Regions from separate parts of the Mus musculus genome. Here region 2 is linked to region 1. The links are chromatin contacts, called in public HiChIP or PLAC-seq maps. All regions are on one chromosome and are shown on one strand. Each heading gives the region's core, a stretch centred on a gene start, on an enhancer-like site or on the middle of the called end of the contact. The rest is flanking DNA. Distances are from core to core; before and after follow the strand shown. Region 1 overlaps Gm34992 (a long non-coding RNA gene). Region 2 has its middle 18 kb from the start of Gm35048.

Region 1 (7,736 bases), core at 2,013-4,512:
ATGCAGTGGCCTGGATGGATGAAGGAAGGTCCCGGTTCTGAAAGCACATCAGCACAGAACCCATCGGGAGCAGCTGGCCCAGCCTTCGGACACACCTTATTAACGGCAACCATTTATCACACTTCTGTCTGCCAGATTTTGTGCTAAGCCCTGGGGCATTTTACATTTTCTCAACATTCCTTCATGCTAGGCACCTTCTTGATTCGTGTTTCACAAATTAGAACAGGGGTCCACGAACTACTCTTCGCAGGCCAAAGCCCACTGTCACTTGTCTGTGTAAATATTTGGGGAGCTCAGAGATGCTCATGTGTGTGTGCACACTGTCTCTGGCTGCCTCCAGGGACAGGGACTGAGTGAGTGGTCACTGGGACTAGAGATGCTAGACCCTGATTCTGAGCAAATGGGCAGGCTGAGCCATGTGGAACCAGCAAGCTGGGTGTACCCTAGATCTGGCCTGCCTTTAGGCTCGCCTGCTATTATGCTGAATGGGACCTTGAGGTGGTCCTTCTCTGCTTTCCTTTCAGCACAGAGGGGATAGCTTAGGGAAGCTGCAATGTGAGGTCTTTAGAAGTGCCCAGCTTGGTTTGAGGGCTAGCAAGAGAGGATGGAACTTTGTTCCCAGGAACGTGGCTGGAGGCCCTAGGGAACAGCTAATTACGGACTTGGGATTGTGTGTGCTTGACTTGTGTCATCTATGCAAAAAAAAAAAAAAAAAAAAAAAAAGAAAAAAAAAGAAAAAGAAAAAAAGAAAGAAACTGGCTCTCTTGCTTCTCCAGTTTAAACTCTTAGGACCTCACAAGGAGGAAAGCCCAGCCAGAGAGAGAACAAAAGGGATTGAGGGAGAGGGAGGGCAGACAGATATTCTGCCTGATACGTGGGTGCTACTCAGTCTGTCTGTCTGTCTGTCTGTCTGTCAGAAACCTGTCCCCATGGTCTCCAGCTGGCCTACAAGTCTGCAGAGTTGAATTCCTGTGCTCTGGGGGCTGCATTTGGTTTCTCTTCTTTCCCGGTGGGCATTTTCCAGTATGGATAAAACCCCATTCTCTCAGCGAGGCTCTTTAAAAACCTACGTTTTTTTTTAAGCTGGAGGTGGTGACATACAACTTCAATGCCAGCACTCGGGAGGTAGAGGCAAGCAAAGGTCTGAGTTTGAGACCAGCCTGGTCTACACAGCAAGCTCTGGGCCAGCCTGGTCTACACAGCAAGCTCTGGGCCAGCCAAGACTACATAGTGAGATCCAGTCTCAATAAAAAGCAACAAATATTCTATCTTGTGGTTGGAACCAGCAGGCCTAAATGCAGACAGACCAAAGTGCAGAGCAGACAGGAGGAGGTGCTCGGAGAAGATGAAGCCATGGCTCACCCTGAGCTCTGACCCTCAGGGAGATGCTGACTGGACAAAGGCTTTGGAAATGTGTGCAGAAGGCCGAGCCATTGTAGCTCCCAACAAAACCTACCTTTTGGGCAGATCTGACTTTAAGAACCTAGTGGCTGAAATCTACCCTCAGAGCCCTAACCCCATCTCTTATCCTCCCTGAGGCTTGATCTGTCTATCACATGGACCTCAGGGTAGTCAAGAATCAAGAAAACAAAATTGTCAGTCTGGGTCCTGCTCCGGGGAGGATGTTAAACTCGGGCTGTTCCTACCCCACCCTGGGGGACCAGAGCAGTGTGTAGATGCCTGGGTGCGTCCCTCTCTGGTCCTGTCCTTCCTCTTCCTTTAGCCTGAGGGTTCTGATCTCCAGAGGTCCTGGTCCATCCTAGGGAAGGGAAAGAGGTCACTTGAAATGTCAGCTGCACTTCAGGAGTGTGACAGAGTGCAACCTAGACACGGAGGGTTGGGGGATGGGATAGAGATGAGACTCATGGACCTGACATGACACGACCCACCTCAGTTTCTTGGGAGTTTATGACAGTCCACATGGGTAGTTTGCATGTGAAATATTCACCACGAGGGCTGCTGTTCCAAGAGGTTATGGAACTATATTTGGAGGCTCACACACACTTGTAACGCCAGCTTTAAGAGATCTAAAGCCCCATTTTAACCTTCATGGGTGTTGGCTTACAGGTGATTCCACTAGGCTCCTCCCAGGGACCTAGCAATGGCTTACATCATCATCTGCTGCCACTACCTGCCACTGACAGGTATGGGCACCATAGAAAATGATAGCTCACCACCCCAGCTAGCTCTCTGTATTCCCACACGTTCCAGGCAGGAGGTCTCTGTCTCTCTCTGTCTCTGTCTCTGTCTCTGTATCTCTCTCTGTCTCTCTGTCTCTGTCTCTCCCCGCCCCCCCTCATGGCTCTACTCCCCATCTGTCCACCTCTGCCTCTTTTCCAGGCCCTCACTCCTCTCCCTTCCACCAAAGAAACCCTCTTTATACCAGATCTGCTGCACATAGCATGGTTTCTCAGGAAGATACCTTGGCATGGGCCTGCTAGGCACCTCCTCATTATAATGCATAACAATGGTCACCAGCGCGCGCGCGCACACACACACACACACACACACACACACACACACACACACATACTCGCATATGCACACACATACACACCACATAATACACCCCCCCACACGCATGAAAATAATAGATCTTTTTTTAAAAAATAGGATCATTGATATAGTTTAGCTATTAAAGTGCTTGCTGCCAAGCCTGACCACCTGAGTTCAGTCCCCATAACCTATATCTGCATCTGCACACACATCTCTGGGAATGTGTGCATGTGCACATATAATCAATCAGTCAATTCATCAATGAAAAGAATGTTAACTAAAAATGACTATGCAATCTCAAGAGCATGGCGCTCATGTCTGCTCCTCTCCATCGGGAGCCTGGGGATGGGAACTAGTTAAGTCTCATGAGACCTGAGGTACTCTTTTCCGCGCAATGTTTCCATGACCTCACTCCCTTGCACTAGGCTCCACCTCTTAAAGGTCCCACCTCAAGCCAAAAACCTCCGGGGGAGACAAACCAGACAGAAGAAATAATAAACAGAGCTTACACAGTAGCCTGAGGGCTCAATTATCTACTCACTGGTGGTATGTGCAAGGCACCTGCTGCCCCAGTCACTGTGGCCCCTTTCCTTTCAAACACAGCAGAAGGTGTGGCTACTGTGGATGCCACAGAAGAGAATGGGGAGGCCACCAACTGGGAGCAATGGGGCCACTTCCAAAGGGCCACGCCTACATTCAGGGTTAAGGGTCTGGGTAGCCAGCTAAGAAGTCACAAGGAAACATAGATTCCCAAACACAGATGATTCCCATGGAAAAGAAGGGAGAGGCTGGAGCCTCTGCGCACGCTTGGCTGCTGGCTCCTCCCAGACTGTGCCCCGGCTGATTTTCCTGCTCCATTACCTCCTTTGACCTTCTCCCAGAGACTTTGGCAGCCCTGCTTGGTGGCTCTTAAGTGCAACCTTCCGTGACCTCTGTGTCACTTGAGATGTCACCATGGAGATTGCAGGACCTCCCTGGAGTTGACCTTTCCAATTCTTTCTCTGGTTTCCAGACCAGGGGCACCACCCCCAACACACATCCTCCTTCTACGGGATGTGGCCCGTAAGACGATGCGACTCTGGGGATGGGTGTCTCGGGGTGAGTTGTCTTGCTGACACGGTGAAAGTGACATCCTGACTCACGTATTGTCAGCTCCAGCAGACTTCAAGTTTAATTCCATGTAACTGAGGCTGGGGCAGACAACTGAAAACAGACAAATAGCAAGGCTGTTTCTTTCCTAAGTTTCTGTCAGCAAGTCCTCCCCAGGCCTGGTTGCTATTGTCATTTGCTTAGGCATTGACAGTATATCATAAATATGTATACATATCATATACATATATACATATAACACACAGGTGTACACACACAAACACATATTTTATTTTGTCTTCTAGAGAAATATTTCTCTGAATTCACCCTCAGTTGTTCGGCATAGTCATGGGCCCTGACGGTGGCATTTGCCTTATAAAAGCAGTGTCATTCAGCCAAGTGACAGTGACTGGGATGAGAACCAGGGAATACACACTTCTATTGATCCCTCGCCCTCTGACTTCTGAGTGCTCCTTCTACCCTATCCCTGCAAAAGCCCTCCTTCTACCTTGGGTCACGCTGTGTGTCGTTCATGCTTTTATTTTCTATTTTTGGATGCATTGCTATCTTGAGGGTCTTGTAGGGCAGAAGCTGCCCCTCCCAGGATTAGTTCAGTCCTAGAGACCGAGGACCTTGCAGATGTGCTCAGCATGTCCCGAAATGCACTCAAAATGGATCCCGAGTCTACCACCTAGCCACCACCTTCATCTACATCTTAGACACCACGACAGTATTGTCGTCCCCTCAAGCACCTCACAGAAGCAGAAGCAGAAGGAGTACACCAATTCCTTCTGGTGGCCCATTTTTTCTGTTTGCTTCCCCAATGAGTTATGTGACCCTGTGTGATGTGGCTGTCCTCTTACTCTTAGGAGGCGTAACAGACTGTTCACCCAAGAAAGAGTCTGTGTCATCTCCCTACCCCTGAAACATTCAATGTCTGACATGTTTCCCAGTTCAAGCCTGGTCCACTCCCAACACCAAGTAGGGGGAGGTGTAGAGATGTTTCAGAGCCTCTGCTGCAGCCCATTGTAGGGGGCTAGGTCAACAGCCATTGAGTTGTGAGAAGTGACCAAGGCAAGCCATTCCCAGCCATGCCAGGTGGTCAGCCCTGAGAAGCAGCTGTGACAAACCCTGGTGCTCCCCTGTCTCCAGTGTTGACTTCTCTTTCCTGCTAGTTCCTCACTGTCCCTTCCAGATGGAATAAAGCCACCTATCTGAGGCTCACAGCCATGGATTGTGTGTGCCTACTACCAGGGACATTTATGTGGCCCAAACACACAATTTCCAGGTCTTGCTTGCTTCCATGTGCCTGGACTGGACCTGCATTTCACACGCCGGTTGGTCTCAGCATGTTTTAAGGGTAAGACATGCACTTGGAAGTCCCCTTGCCAGACTGATTTCGGGGGTGGTGACAGGTGTCACCTCACCAGTATTAGTTCCCTATTATCTGCACTTCTGGTTGCTGCATCCTTCTCCGCTGCAGGGTGGGATCCAGGGATGGCTGTCCAGCTGCATTTCCATCCATCCAGTGCCCCAGCACAATATGCATGGCTTGTGGTACCAGAGCTGGCCTTTAGCAAACACTGTTTCTTAAGTCCTTCCTCTCCACGTCTGTGGCATTCTGCAGCCCTCAGAGGTCAGGCACAATGTGAGCTAGTTGTCTTCTTCCACACCCAGCCTCTCATTCTGCACATCTCTGTGCGAGCATCCTACCACTGAGGAAAGTCTATGAGAGGAAAGAAAACCTGTCCTGGCAGCTCTGTAGAAGACCAATGTGGAGAGCCTCTGCTCCTGATTGGATACTGTGAACTTCTGGCCAATCAACAACCGCCGCAGACTTGTGCCTACTTGGAGCCCTGTACATTTGTAATAAGCATGTGTCTGCTGCTGGGCCCAGAGCCAGGCCTATCTATGCTGAGCTGGGGGGTAGACTGCCTTGGGGAGGAAACATACACTCACTGGAAGACTGTTCTGCTCCACAATGGCGGGCTGGCACTACAGTGTGATGGTTCTTCTAAAGCAGGGATGAGAAGAGGTGTGGTGACCCTGCAGTGAAGTCCACCCTTGGGAAGTCCGTGACTGGGAGCAGTATCCAGCACAGGTATGTATTCTTACTGAGTGAGCACAGGGCCCACAGAGTCAGCCTACAGGAATCCAGGCTACCCAGATGTACTGGCTGGTTTTGTGTGTCAACTTGACACACGCTAGAGTTATCACAGAGAAAGGAGCCTCTCTTGTAGGGCCTGAAGAAGATCAGGTCCCAGAGACCTAGCATCTCCAAATGTCAAATCTCAAAACTGCTTTGGGTAATGAACCACCTGCATAACACCCAAGCTCACATTCCACATCTGTGTTTCTCCCTGCCATTTCCCTCTGTTCCACTCTCCCATCCTCCCCAGTCTCTTGATCCCAGAATACCTCCTTGCATTTCATTCAGAAAGTAACTGTACTGGCTGGTTTTGTGTGTCAACTTGACACAAGCTGGGGTTATCGCAGAGAAGGGACCCTCAATTGAGGAAATGCCTCCATGAGATTCAGCTGTAAGGCATTTTCTCAATTAGTGATGGATGAGGGAGGGCCCATTGTGGGTGGTGCCATCCCTGGGTTGGTAGTCCTGGGTTCTATAAGAAAGCAAGCTGAGCAAGCCAGGGGAAGCAAGCCAGTAAGCAGCACCCCTCCGTGGCCTCTGTGTCAGCTCCTGCCTCCAGGTTCCTGCCATGTGAGTTCCTATCCTGACTTCCTTTGGTGATGAACAGCAGTGTGGAAGTGTAAGCTGAATAAACCCTTTCCTCCCCACCTTGCTTCTTGGTCCTGATGTTTGTGCAGGAACACAAACCCTGACTAAGTCACCAGGTAAGTCAGACTCTCAGGTGCCGGGAGAGACTTCCAGGGCAAGTGTGACTCAGGTGTTCCTCAAGCTCAAATTAAATCTAAACAGGCCATCCTGACTTCAGCAGCAGCCCTGGAAGAGAGCCGTGCAGGTTCCAGCCACTGACCTCCCCAAGAGGTCAGATGCAAACGCCCAAGCTCAGAGGAAGGGAAGCAGGGCAGGAAGCCAGTCAGGGAATAGGACTCAGGTAAGTGCAGGTCTGGCACAAGAGAGACGGGACTAGGACAAACTGTCTGGAACAACAGGAAAGTCAGTCACCCTCACAGGCTACAGTCAGGCTTCGTGCTCAGGCCTGATGTGTGTCGATGAATAGGAAAGAAAGGGAACTCCTGGGGTCGCTGAGAAGATGTGGACAAAGCCTCGGAAGGAGAAATACTGGGCAGACCTTCCCTCTGGGTGTGACTGCTGTGATTCTGGCCTGTACTCTGGCTTTTGGGGACACAGAGTCTCACCCTGCCGTCTGCCTTGTCCCCTTTAGACCTTTCTCCCGCTCATCACTATAGCATGAAAATATTTTCAACAGGAAAACAATTGCATAGTGTCATTTGTGGTGTGGCCTCAGCCCCTATTTCCTCTGATATCAAAGGGCAAATAAATGAGATAAAAGTTCAGGAAAGCAGAGGCTAGGAGTCCCTGATGCTCCCTGGTGCTCCACACTGGTGCTCCATACCAGCATTGGCTTTACTCTTAAGTCTCTGCTGCCTCTTGCCACCCACAGCTCATGTTCCAAAATTGCTATGGTTTGGATAAGCAGCTGCAAAAGGCCGCATTTAAAGACGTGGCCCCCAGTCTGACTTTGTTGAGAAATGATAGAGACTTTAAAGTATGTCCTACTGGGAAGAAGTTAGGCCACTGGGGAAGAGTCCTTGAAGAGGTATTGGGACCCCAGCCCCCCATTTCCAGTGTCCCATGTCCCCTCCTCCCCCAACCTGTCCCCCACTCTCTCACATTCTGAGCCGGGCATGGTGGTGCACGCCTTTAATCCCAGCACTTGGGAGGCAGAGGCAGGCAGATTTCTGAGTTCAAGGCCAGCCTGGTCTACAGAGTGAGTTCCAGGACAGCCAGGGCTACACAGAGAAACCCTGTCTTGAAAAACCAAAAAAAAAAAAAAAAAAAAAAAAAAACCACCACCACCACCAACAACAAAACACTGTCTTTCACATTCTGGTTGCTTACTCCACCGAGTACTCACACCTGGATGCGCTACTCTGCTACTTGTTGAAAAGCAGTAAGCCATGTGCAAAGCTCTGAATGTAGCAGC
Region 2 (7,736 bases), core at 2,474-4,973, 100 kb before region 1:
AGGGGCAGCTCTTAGGAATGTTGGCGATGGGCGTGTGGGCTCTTAAGCCATACCACTGAAAAGACAGCAAGTGAGGCTCCTGTACTCCAGCCAAGGAAGGGGACTAAGCCAGAAACACAAGGAAAATGTAAACAGAAATCACAACTGAGCCGAAATGAAGACCCCCTAATATCAGCTAATACAATAACATAAATGTTAAGTACTTCTGTTAAACGACGAAACCTCGGGCTATATAAAAGCAAGCGTGAACTTGTATCTCCTTCCAAAGTATTTAAAATGTGGGCATGGTCTTGGCAAAGGAGTTTGCTGGAGGAAGCATGTCCCTGCAGGACAGAGAAGCCAGCCAGAAAGAAGGAATCCAACCATCTTGTTCAGCTACAATCCTCTGAAAGTCTGCTGGATAAGGGTTTCCTGGAGGAAAGGAGACCTCGCTGGGAAGGTCACACTGCCTTGACTCTTGGGTAGGTGACATTCTCTGGAGGTGGTTCAAGAATTTACCTATGAATGGAAAGAACCAAGGACTTACACCAGTCCTTTCAAACAAAGACATCAGCGTTTTATGATCTGAGCACCCATTTGTCCTTATAACTTTCACACAGGAAACATCAGATAAAATCCCCATCACGTGACCCCATATCCTTTCAATGCAACCCATTTTGTTTGCGGATTGTTTTGATTTGTTTTAATGCAGCCCAGACTGGCTTTGAACTCATTATACAACTGAGCATGACCCTTGAACTTCAGAACCTTCTGCATGCATACAAGACCCAGAGCCCGTAAATGTCACTGGGTGAGGGACATGGAGCTCAAGGCCTCCTGTGCGCCATCCAAGCACACTGACATTGGAGTCTCACCCTAGCTCACATTTCATTTTCCCATGGCTTTTTCCAGGGTGGGCATCTTCCTAGTGTGCTACACCACTGAAGAAAAATTATTCTGTGTCCTTCAGTGGTCACCTGTCACCAATAGTTCCTCAGGCAGGGATCAGGACTTGTGGTAAGCCATTCTGGCATCTTGGGTGCTGTTGGGCTTGCACAACAGTAACCACAGCTGTGAGTTCATAAGTGCAGTGGCCATGTTGTATCCTGAGAAAATAGCTCACACAGCTCTTCCCCTCTTCCCCTCCCCACCTCCCCTTTCCTCCTCCCTCTCCCCCTCCTCCCCCTCTGGCTCTTAGCTGCTCTCTGCCCCTCTTCCTCTGTATTCCCCAGCCTTGGAGGGGGTGATATGTGTCCCGCTTAGAGATGAAACACTCAAGACAACTCATCCTTACCACTTGGACCAAATATGAGTCTCTGCAAAAAAAAGTCTTGCCCACTGGAAAAAGATGCATCCCTGACTAAGGTTGAGAACAGCGCTAATCTATGGGTAAAAATATAAATACTGCGAAAGTGTTCTGACAACTTTTTAATTCAATAAAACAACAGTAGTATTTTCCTACTTGGCCTGTGACCTCTCAGACATACAAGTCCAGGACTTTGTATTCAACTCTATCTATCTTGGTTGTGTTGATTTAAGGAGTTTCCTCTCTTTTTCTTCTCTATACCACCCCCAGCCCTCAGTCTTTTTTGCATGCAGACCCTGCATGAATCCCCATTCATTATAGGACCCAGTGTTGAAAACAGCTAGATATTTGTGTGTACAAAGCTGTGTGGCGGTGCTAGGGGACAGTTACACACCACAGGCTGTGAAGGAGAGCCAGCATCATTTAAAGAAACAGGCAGCTGACTCCTGAAGGGGTGCTGCAAAATCATGTAAGACCCCGAAAGCAACCAGGTAAAGGTCAAGTGTGATGCCTGATAATTCTAACCTGTGACGGACAGGAAGTTTGATCGCCTGGGCAGAGTCTGGGCTGCTCTAGCCTCTCATCTGTCCCCAACCAGGAGGCAAGAAAGCCAGCGAGCTCCACTGTGGACGGAGGAGGAGGGAAGGTGCATGCTCTGCTAATCTCTTCTACAGGGAGGATTCAGACCATGGTAGCGACACTGGGAAGAAGCCCAAAGGACCTTCTGGTGTGTTTCTGGCGGCCATCTTTCTCAATCCTTGTTCCTAGAGAATGCTCTCCTGAGTGTTTACTTTGCATGAGGTGGAGCGTTCTTCCAGCTGCTCGGGCTGATAGAAAGGCTTTTACAGACCTTTCTGACGTCCCTTGACTCAATCTTCCCTGTACAAAATAAACCCCGGGGAGCTTATTACACTGAGATTCCTGGGCTCCAATCCAAACCGACCGAATCACAGTCTCCTTTGGTGGTCCCAATGCTCTTGAGTTAGGCACTCCTGAAGCCAACCATGCTTTCTATATGTAGGAGGAGGGGACTGATCTACCTATCACTCACCCACCCTTCCATCCCTTAGTCTATTAAATCTACCCAACCATTATCTTTCAAAAAATTGATTATTATAGTTATATGAGTACACTGTAGGTGCTTTTAGACACACCAGAAGAGCATCAGATCCTATTACAGATGGTTGTGAGCCACCATGTGGCTGCTGGGAATTGAACACAGGACCTTTGGAAGAGCAGTCAGTGCTCTTAACTGCTGAGCCATCTCTCCAGCCCCCTACCCAACCATTATTTATTAATTTACCCATCCACCCATCTATCTACTCTCTCACACATTCATATACCCATTCACTCATTAATCTAGGCTTTCATCATCCAATCATCCATCCATCCATCCATCCATCCATCCATCCATCCACCCACCCATCCATCCACACATCCATTCATCCACACATCTACCCAGTGATCTATCTATCCATTTATCCATCCAGTCATCCATCTATTCATGTATTCCCCTACCAACCTATCCACCCATTCATCCATTCTTCCATTCACCACCTACCCAAATACCTTCTCAATCATCTGTCTACCAATCTATATCTATTTTACCTCCCTATCTTTGCTTTTAGACACTCAAGCAAACAACCATTCATTTAGTCATTCAAATGCACTTTGAATATTACTATGTGTCAGGCTCAGACTAAAAATCAGGGCTTATATAGAGGGTTAAACAGAAGTACCTCCACTGTGAGAAATGTGGCTTGCTGTAAGGGAAGCTATGTGGTGTATTGGGAGTAATGAGTGTTATGGAAGCCGGAAGCAGAGACAGGTGCAGGAAGTGTGAAGAAGCTGCTAGAACTCCAACATCAGCATTTTGGAAAGTTCTGCAGGAAAAGTAACATTTGCCTTGAAGACTCATAAAAGTACAGAAGTGTAGGAAATATTAAAAAATGAACATGCCAACTCTCTACGGGGCTGGACCATACTCCTGTGCTCCTCCTAGCCCTCCAACTCTCCAGCCACGCCAGACCACAGGGCTCCTACCGGGCTCATACCACAGTCAGCCTTCTCAACACCAAATTACCTAGTAGAATTAAGATTTAAAGCTTAATTAACCAACCAGTATATCAATAATATCACAATTTACAAGATGCCCATATAATAATTTCAGAGCCAATTGATAATGATAAAATCTTTATCCCAATTATTCAAACCCCACACAACCAGCATGTCAGCCTCCATTCTTCTCTCCCTCTCCTCTGATACTCTCTCTGTCCCTGCAACTCTTAGCTCCACCTCCCTTTTCCCTGTCCAATCACGGGCCTCCTCTGCCCTAATGTAATTGGACAGGGAAAATCCTGCAACACAGAGGAGCCTGTATGAAGCTACCCTCACGGGAGAAAGTCCCCATTTGAGAACCCAGCAAGGATATGATGGTCCAGTGGTTGTTCTAAAAACAGAAAGCCAGTACAGTCCGGCTGGGGCAGCCAGAGAGAGAAAAGGAGTTCCTGACTAGGGTGGGGCTAAGCACTCTGTTTTCAACTATGGTTGAGATGGGAGGCTTTTGCAAGGATTGAGCCACACAGCCTGTGATCTAACTGGTTTTTACAGGATCACTCTGGCTGTCTGATTAGAGTGACCTTCTAGAAAGGAAGGGAGATGGATTGAGAAATCCCAGCTAGGAGGTAACTATAGCACTCCAGATGAAAGTCACTCCCAGGGCTGCCCCTGGAAAGGTTTTCTTACTCAGTCCTAGAGGGGGCCAGTGCACAGTCATGGCTGGAGCAAGGTGGCATCCTGGGCCTGCTGGGTGAGGGTATAAGAAGTGGGTTAGTTGGACGGTAGTGGGATTCTGGACCTTCCTTGAAGGTAGCACAGACTCACTGAAAAAGTCCCTTTCACACTGCAAGTTGGGGTCTCTTTCCTTGTTTTCCCCACACAATGACCTTCATTAGAGTTAGTACAGGCAGAACTTTTGCTTAGATTCCCAGGAACCAGAGAAGAGAACAAAACATTTCCCTAGTCTCAAAGCAAGTCCCCACTTCCCCAGAAAATGAACCCAGTATAAGGAGACAAGATGCCTATTAATAGCACATCATATTTATGCAATGACATGGTAGAGAATTTTTTTTTAGTGTTTTCTGAAAGGAAAACCACTTTGTCTTTGATGGATTTTCTGTTTTGCAGACATAATTAATCATCTTCTAGGAAATCAATTTCTCTAAGAGCAAAAATAATCTATGTTTTACCAACTGCAAATACCACTTCTATTTAAGATACGCTCTTCCTCCCTCGATTGTGCTTCTTGGCGCCAGCAGCAAGCACGCTGTCCGCATACTTGGCTAGCAGTGATCCACTGGGAAGTGTAGGGCTCTCAAAGAGTGGTGTAGACTTGAGATGCTTCTGCTTCGTGTAGAGGACTCTCCTGTCACAGAGGGGGCAAGTAAGTGGCAATATACACAGGGACAAGTGTCCTCTTAGCCTCTGACCAATAAACATTTCCTGAACGGCAATGTGGACACATCTGCAAGCAGTCTTCATTCACAGGCAGATGTGAATGTGGTAGCTCTGCCTGTGACCATTGAGTCTCCCTGTGTAATCATTCCAGGAGAGGGGCTGGGAGTCCAGGGAGTAGGGTAGAGAGGCCATCTCCATCTCCTGTTCTACAGCCTTGTTCTTGGAAGGTTTTGTAGTTGAAAAATGCACCTTCCTGTAATTTCTCCTGTGAGTTGCAGGTCTGTTTTCTGAGATTTAAACTAATGTTTTCCAAAGATGAAGATGCACCTCAAACTACTCCTGAGAATCTGCTTTTCTCTGCGTACAAGTGCATGTGTGCATGTGTGTATGTATGTCTCTGTGTGTGTGCATATGTGTGTGTGAGTATATGCCTGTGCATGTGTGTGCATAGATTCTTGTGTGTGTTATCCATAGGAGTACCTCTGGTGTCATTCCTTGGATATCATTCACCTTTCTTTCTTTCTTTCTTTCTTTTTTTTTTTTTTTTTGAGACAGGGTCTCTCGTTGAGCTAGGAGTCGGCTAAGCTGGTTGGTGGGTCTAAGGGATCCATCTGCCTCTGCATCCAAGTATCGATATAAGCACAGGCTAGGGCTTTTTTTTTTTCTTTGTATGTGAGTTTGTGAGTTCTGAGGTTTACACTCATGTCCTTGTGCTTGCAAGGCAGGCACTTTACAGAGTGATCCATTTTCCCAGGACATTCATGATTTGGAGTTCAGGTTTTTGTTTCGGGACCTCCATCCTTGTGAAGCCATTCATGTGTGTTTGCGGTGTCTGCCCTGGGTTTGTGGCTGGCACGTAGGTGAGGCATGTTTGAGTTTTGCCTCATTCCTGCCATGGCCTTTCATATCTCGGGTCATGCTTGGAGAAGCCCTGCCCTTTGCAGACGCCCCAGGAGCTAGCACTTTGTCACTTAGCTTACCTCCCCCTCACTGCCTGCCCCCCATTCCTCCCCAGATCTGCAGACTCTCCTAGAAGACAAAACCCAGAGTCCTGAATTCAGCCTGGCTCTGGAAGAAATCTCAGGAGAGAGTGACTTGATTTTAAAAGTTTAGCTATCGTTGTCATTTTTTTTTTTTTTTTTTTTTTTGGCCAGGCCTGATCTTTTTACAAATGTGCTTTTAATTAAGCATCACTTCGCTTATCATTTCTGTTTCCAGTCTCTGAGCCAAGTCTCCCCCTCAATCTCCTTCAGCTTCTTGCATTATTAGCACATGGCTGCTGGAGCTTTGGGGGCACCATGGCGATCGCCTTCCTCTGTGCACCATGGCTGCTTCTCCAAAGATCAGGTTCTGAGGAGGAGAGAGTACGTGGTCACCCTGGGTCATGAGTACAGTCTTGCTGCCCTGCACATAGTTTTGAGATGATGAAGGTCTGGAAGGCTCCATCCTGAATGGAGTTCAGAATGATGCCTCCTGGGTGCGGAGTGTTCCACACAGAGAGAGGGTCATGCTCTCCGTTCCAAAGGACACAGCTGGGGATAGTTTGGGTCATGGAGAAGAGCTACTGTCCCAGAGCGAGAGTGGAGAACAGATGTCTCATCTCTAGAATTAAAAAGAAACAAACACCCATGGAAACCCAGAGGGAGGTGACGGGCAGTTCGGTTGTGTAACATACCACCTGATTGTACGAAAAGTCCTTTCAAAACTGAAAAGAATGGTGTCGGGTGTGTCTTCACTGCTTTAAGCTGGGTGACATTTCTCTATTGAAAGAAAAGCCCAAGCATATTTTTAAGGAGAGCCAGTTTAAACACACCTGCTTAATAAAATGCCCAAGTGCCCTTTCTAAGCCTTCCTTGGGTGAGGCCTGAGCCTGGCTTTTCTGCAGATGGAAGTATTGAACCTTATGGTGGATTATAAAGACCCTTACCCCTTTGGATGGCTATTGACACCCTGACCACAATCCCATGAGTAAGAGACACAGGCAGGGTTTGGCAATCCAGCTTGAACAAGCCTGTCACTCACCACTGTTACCTCTAGCATGGGGGTTTACAAAAGTTCAGTTATAAGGCATCTCAGAGAGTAAAATGGAGGTTGTCGTGTTATGGGACAACTGAGTCATACCCTTGAGCCTGTAGGCAGCTCAGTGGTTTAGAACACACTTTGGCAGGTGGACACCAAAGACACATTTCCTTGCAGAAGGGTTGGCTCCTATATTTCTTCATTCATTTATTTATATGTATGTTTGTGTATATATGTTTGGATGGGAAGGATATGTGCACACATATGTACGTGGAAGTCAGAATTCATCCTTGAGTGTTGTTTCTTGGGAGCTGGATATATTGGTTTTGTTGGTTTGTTGGGGTGTGTGTGTGCCTGTGTGAGTGTGTGTGTATGTATGTGTACGTGTGTGTGTGTGTGTGTGTGTGTGTGTGTGTGTGTGTCTATAGGCCAGAGGTCAACAAACCCCAGAAATTCCCCTGTCTTTATCTCCAAGAGCACATGTAACCACAATCAACATTTTTTTTCAAGCTCAGGTCCTCAAGCTTGCCCAACCAGCACTTTTAACCATGGCACCATCTGTCAGCCACACCCTACCTTGGATTTTGAACCGGAGCTTCTCACTGGGACTCCTGCTCGCTTCAACAACGAAGCTAAGCTGGCTGGCCACAGAGTCCTAGGGAGCCTCCTACCTGTGCCTCCCTCCTGCTGGGATTACAAGTAACTGCCTCCTCGCCCAGCTTTTCCCATGGATGGTTCAGAGGAAAGCAGGTCCTCACAATTATCCTGGAAGCACTATCCCAACTGAGGCATCACCCCAGCTCCTCCTGTGAGTTACATGTGATGAAGCTTTAAGCATCCAGCTACTGCCCAGGGTCATAGAACACCAGTTTCTGGCTGGGGAACTCAGGCTTCTTATGTGGAAGAGCCTTGGGGCCACTCAAGGCCCAGAGCAATTGAGCACCGAAGCAGGTTTGGCCTCCTTACAGCCCAGAGT

What was found. HiChIP or PLAC-seq counts read pairs in DNA pulled down with a chosen protein or histone mark.
Region 2: a contact with region 1 is called in an H3K27ac HiChIP or PLAC-seq map of heart atrium, with 7 read pairs. The contact joins two enhancer-like sites. A contact is called at or near these places in 2 of 484 Hi-C or Micro-C datasets (the G1E-ER4 cell line and liver) and 3 of 115 datasets of contacts at active chromatin or transcription factors (embryonic stem cells and heart atrium).

What each region holds. Positions count from the first base shown.
Region 1 is chr1:90,419,902-90,427,637 of GRCm38.p6, reverse strand. The region is part of intron 3 of Gm34992 (a long non-coding RNA gene); the gene reads right to left. Among named protein-coding and RNA genes, the nearest start is that of Gm28722, 80 kb to the left of the region's middle. Within about 2 kb of position 3,262, at least 32 of the 459 cell types and tissues checked have an H3K27ac peak or open chromatin away from gene starts, as enhancers often do. A contact at or near this core is called in embryonic stem cells and heart atrium, where this site is marked.
Region 2 is chr1:90,520,973-90,528,708 of GRCm38.p6, reverse strand. It overlaps a transcript of Gm35048 not described here. Among named protein-coding and RNA genes, the nearest start is that of Gm35048, 18 kb to the right of the region's middle. Within about 2 kb of position 3,723, at least 16 of the 459 cell types and tissues checked have an H3K27ac peak or open chromatin away from gene starts, as enhancers often do. A contact at or near this core is called in embryonic stem cells and heart atrium, where this site is marked.